Linked DNA regions of Muntiacus reevesi: region 2 is linked to region 1. A link is a contact called in public Hi-C data. All regions are on one chromosome and are shown on one strand. The core of a region is the stretch at or near the end of the contact, and the rest is flanking DNA. Distances in the headings are between cores, read along the strand shown. Region 1 holds the start of HSD17B7 (hydroxysteroid 17-beta dehydrogenase 7). Region 2 holds the start of UHMK1 (U2AF homology motif kinase 1).

Region 1 (2,700 bases), core at 132-2,631:
AAGAATACTGGAGAGGGTCGCCATTTCCTCCTCTAGGGGATCTTCCCCACCCACGGATGAGTACATGTGTCAATGACCTCCTTCAGAAAGAGCATTGTGAAAGCACACAGTAGGTGGGGAGAGGGGTCGGATCAGCTTGGCTGATAACAGTGAAACCCTAGGTAAGTGGGCTTTTTCCAAGACTTTAAAGCTGATTCCAGGCAAAGAGCCTTGCACCATGAATAAACCATAGTTATGTTTATTCATCCCCACTTGAGAATAGGCCTTTTCTATAAATATACAATTGCACATATCACAATATTTGTAAAAGGAACAAACACAAAATCAAGCCTGGCTTATTTAAGCACGTCAACATAGAAAGCACCACACTGGCTGTTAAAGTTATTCAGGTGAGGGCATATTAAGATTCTGCACATCACAGGACACCTGCCAGGTTTGTTTCAGTTAACATGGACATGTCTAGATAACTGAAAGCTGAACTCATTTTAAATGTCGTTTAACATAACCTCAGCCTTAATCCACCACCCTCCACCCCTCAAACGCCTCAATTAGAAAAATGGCTTGGTTAGTTTCATCCTCCACACACTGTTCATTGAATTACAAACGAAAAGTAAAACAGAGGCTGAATCCAAATACCCAGCCCCCAGACTAAATTACTCTTCGGCAGTATGGTTACTTGCACTCCTTCCACGCCTTAACAGAAAAGTTACTTTTCTCTGAGTCTCTGAAGAGTAGGTATACTAGGTGTCTAGCACTGTGCTACATGAGATATTCCCCCCCGCACCCGTATTCTAACGTTCTTGGACGCTGAAATGTATCTAGGGGCGGAAGTCTAGCACTGAAAAAAAAAAAAAAAAAAACTGCGAGAGTACAAAAAGTACGGTGATCTGGTCTAATTTACCAGTGATGAGAAAGTCAAAAGTGGAAAGGGGGCGAGGTGAGTGGGTAGAGTCACTTTCTCTGCATACCGACAGGATCGTCACCGAGACACATCTCTGAGTGGCGCTCGCCTTTTATTTTCGCTGTCGTGTTTAATTGAAAGCACGTTACTGAGCCGCTCACGACGCCCACAGGCCTGGTACCTCGCGCATAGGGGAGCCCAGAGAAAAGCCGGACAGGGTCTCCGGCCCGCGACCCCACCGAGGCAGGGTCAGCGATAGGGGCTCCTGGGGTCGGTCGGTGGCGGGTCCACCTGGCTTGGTACTTCCTGCTCCCTCGGACCCCAGCCCCGCCGCCTCCACTGTCTCGAAGGAGGTCTCACCTGCTCGCCCCGGTGATCAAAACCACTTTCCGCATGGTTGCGCACCCTGTGACCACGCGCCCCAAAGCAGGCACCCAGCAAGGCCTCTCACCTGCACTTAGACCCGTAACCCCGCGTCGGCCACGCCCCCGGGCCGTCAATCAGGGCCCGGAGGGGCCCCGCCTCCCTGTCACGTCACGGATTTCGCGCCGGGCCCTCTTCCGTCGCTCGCTGCCTGCCAGCCGCTCACGGCGCAGGAGCCGGGATGGAGTGAGGTAGGCCGAGGGGCGGAGCCGTGTTGTCGCACGAGGCCCGAGCCAATCCGAGCTGTCCCTGCTCCTGGGCCTCGAAGGTGTCCCGCCCCGGGTTCGCCCCGCTGACGTCCGGCTTTTGTCGCGTTTGGGGCGTTCTAGCCTTGCGCTCCGGTAGGGGATTCGCGGCTCACACGGGGTGAATACCCTGACGCCTCTGATTAGCACTTCATGGCAGGAAGACCTCAGGATATTTTCACCAGAGCTCGGTATTTTAGAGGAGAGGTTTGAGGCTAGGAAGTGAAGTTTAGAGATGATCATTAGTTTTCCGTCCAGGCACTGTGCCATTTAACACCCAACCTTCTGTTTCCAAAACTCGTCCTCTTCCTCTAAAAAATCATCTTCGCGGAAATGAACATTGATTTTACTAAGAACTTTACGGAGAGTAATGCATAAATTGCCAATTTTCAAAATTTGGAATATGGTGTAGAGTCAGAGAAGCTCAGAATTCCATAGGACGTGATGGGTCCTGTCCTGTAACCTCCTATTTCAGTGAGTCTCAAGTTCTTTGTTATAAAGGACCCGCTTTGTTTTTCCAAGCCACCCCAAATGGGTACTTCTGGAATAATCAATAAAAATAAATTGCTAGAAAAATTAAAAGCAAGAAGCATACAAGCCTCAGTTTTTTTTAAATTAAATTCAACAGATGTAAGTACTCTGCCAAACTGCCATAAAAGTTTCTAATGCTTACTTTAGGTTTCTGGATTTATTGTGGGCTACTGCCGTCTATGGGGTCGCACAGAGTTGGACACGACTGAAGCGACTTAGCAGCAGCAGCAGCAGTAACAATGTGACCATCACCAGTCTGGGTCCACCATAAGGAATTCTGCACGTCGTGTATCAAACTCTGTGTAAGGTACTTCATAACCACTTTGAAAGTTTCAATTATTTATAAACAGCAATGATCTCTGAAAGATACGAGACTGACGTCATTTACATTGGCCTTGAATAACCTGGACGTTTTGATTAATTTGATATCAGTTTAGTATTAGATAAATCTTACACCAATAAAATTAGATTGAAGAAGTACATGTGATTATTAAAGATTTAATTCCTGTAATTTTTTTCTTTTTGAGTGGTATTCAACTTCTACCCATAACCCACTTACAGCTATTATAAAGAAACCATGATTTAACAATATTCTCTGAA
Region 2 (2,700 bases), core at 25-2,524, 300 kb after region 1:
ATTAAGACATTCAATGACGTTTTAACAATCTTGTAGAGATTCATCAAGTACTTAGGCCAAAAAAATTCCCTCCTAAATAGCCAGGTTATATACACCATTTAGCAACCCTTGGAAAAGAAAAAAAAAAAAGCAACATTAGTATTAAGAAATTCTTCTTTAAATGGTAGTATTAAAGAGGTCACTCTTCAAATTAAATATGGATCACGTCTGCCAGGAAGACATTTATTAGCCAAAGCCATAACTAATTATAAGCTCTCTGTTGGTATAAGAAGAAAGAAAACTGTTTTCGCAGATCAATCACCAGTAATCATTATATATCTCACATTCTAAATATCTGAATGATAAAACATGGTCTTACCTGGCTAAAAGTATAAGTGCACATGTATAATTTTCACACTTCCATACGAACACCTATGTAAAATTTAGGAGTCATTTCTCCCAAATCCATACCAAATATGTATCAAGAACAACCTATACGAGTTATTAGTATTGACGTCACAAGTACGAGAAATATTTCCCATTTTTCACTGGTGTGCAAAGATTCAAAATTTCCGTACAAGAGATGACAATCTACTAAAGATACACCTCCTTTCACTTGAGAAGATAATTCTCTGTGCAACATTCTCTAATGAGAACTGAAGCAAAACAGCATTTACTAAGCATCTACTACGAGCAAAGCAGACAATCTTTCCCGTATTGCAGAGTGAAAGGGGGATGGGAAACGGCCTTGTACCCGGTGATGAGTACAGGGCCGGACCCACTTCTCCAGCCTAAAAGACGGAAGACGGAACGCCAGCTGAGAGAGACAGCACGCTAAAACTGGGATCTGGGCAAGACAAGAAGGGAGGCAGCGGCAATTACCGATGTTCCTGTGCCCCTGCAACTGCTCCAGCGCCGCCCTCTCTTTGCGGAAACCATACTCGGCGGCCGAGGCCGCAGCCCCGGTGGTTCCTGGCGGTAGGAACTGCTTCAGCGCTCCTGGGGGCGAGCCGGGTGTGCCGCAGCAACGCACCCGATACACCGAGGCCGAGGAGCCGCTACCCAGGCGGCTCTGTACCTGCCACAGCCGCCCGAAGGCTTCCAGAAACCGCGGCGGCTCCGCGCCCCACGCGCAGCCGGATCCCGCCATCGGTGCGGACTGAGGGGGCTGACACGGAGCTGACTCGACGCCCGGGGCAGGCCGGCAGGGACTGCGGTCACATCCCCGCCCGCCGGACCAGCGGCTCCGCAGGGACGGGCCTGCAGCCGCCTCACCGACTGCCGGGACCTCAAGCCGCCATGACACCGGAAGCCGTCTCCTGGGGCGGGGTGGGGAGGGAGGTCCCAGAAGCCGGAAATAGGGGAAGAGCCAATCCTGCCAGCTGAAGGAGGCGGGCCTAGAGGGGGCAGGGCCTAGGGGTGACGGGATCGAATTAGGCTTGGAGGAGACGGCGGAGGTTGAGAGGTGGTGAAGTGTGGAGTCCTCACTGTTCCAGGCACTACATAAACTGGTCTCACACATGTTGTGCGTGCCTGCATGCTCAGTCGCCTCGGACTCTTTGTGACCCCGTGAACTGTAGCCCGTCAAGCTACTCTGTCCATGGAATTTCCCAGACAAGAACACTGGAATCTGTTGCCATTTCCTCCTGCAGAGGATCTTCCTCACCTAGGGATCGAACCCGTGTCTCCTGCATTACCAGGCTGATTGTTTTACTGCGCCACCTGGGAAACCCCTCACCCATGGTTACCTGACACTAAAGTTGCTCTTTTTTCCTGTTGAGGCACCTCACCACTGGAAACCTAGGAAAATAAAACCCTGCCTGCTTTTCTCGTAGCCAGTGTCTCAGAGGGAACACCCCACTTATTAAAACTAAAGGCATGAGTTTACTACCACCTCCACACCCATGGTCACTTGTGGCTGTAATTCTGGATGTCCAGGCCTCTGTGCCTCATAGTCTACTTGTGGCTATCTCATCAAAAAGCACCCAGTCCCAGGCAGATCTTCAAATGACTGCACCTCTGGTTGAAATCTTGACTGCAAACCCTTGAGAGACCCCCTAAGCTAGAACCACCTATCTAAGATAGTTTTGAGTTTATTCTTGCAGAAATTATGACAACAAATATGTATTATTATATGTTCCTAACTTTTGGAGTAATTTATTATGTAGTAAAAGAAAAAACCACTAGAAATTAGAAGGGAATAAATATATAGTTAATGTCTACAAAATTTATGATTGTCACAAACCTGTTTTGTAGACTAGTTATATACATCTATGCTCTCTCTAATCAGCAAAGAAGGCATGACTTACTATAAACATATCAATATAAATCATTATGATTAAAATTTTTTCTTTTTAATTTTATAAATAATAAATGATGTTTGCTATGGTTTTTATTTTTGTTATTATTAGTAGTGTACACCTTTTTCATATTTTTATCAGCCATTTTAATTTCCTCTTCTGTATGTTTTCTTGCAGAATCACCTTGTAGGTTTCCTTTTGCCCTGTACTTTCCTTATTCCAGTGTTCTTTCTGGTTAGATCCTTGTCTTTCCACATGGCTGGTGCCCACCAGGAAATACTAGCCACCCATTTGGAATTTCAGTCTCTAACTGAAAGGAAAATACTGCCCCTTTCTTTCTTGTTCTTTCTGCTCTCCTGAACAATATCTCTTTGCAATGTGCTATGGATTGAACTTCTCGGTGACCCCAAATTCATATTTT

What was found. Hi-C and Micro-C count contacts between places; a contact is called where the count stands out from the background.
Region 2: a Hi-C map of muscle shows a contact between it and region 1, with 7 times the contacts expected there. The contact joins the promoter of UHMK1 here to the promoter of HSD17B7 in region 1. A contact is called at or near these places in 2 of 3 Hi-C or Micro-C datasets (blood and muscle).

Annotation. Positions count from the first base shown.
Region 1 is chr1:69,719,491-69,722,190 of mMunRee1.1, forward strand. It overlaps HSD17B7 (hydroxysteroid 17-beta dehydrogenase 7), which reads right to left and starts at 1,382. Exons shown (of 8, transcript XM_065946562.1): 1 at 1,262-1,382. The coding sequence starts at 1,296.
Region 2 is chr1:70,023,785-70,026,484 of mMunRee1.1, forward strand. UHMK1 (U2AF homology motif kinase 1) reads right to left here and starts at 1,275. Exons shown (of 8, transcript XM_065946626.1): 1 at 862-1,275. The coding sequence starts at 1,129.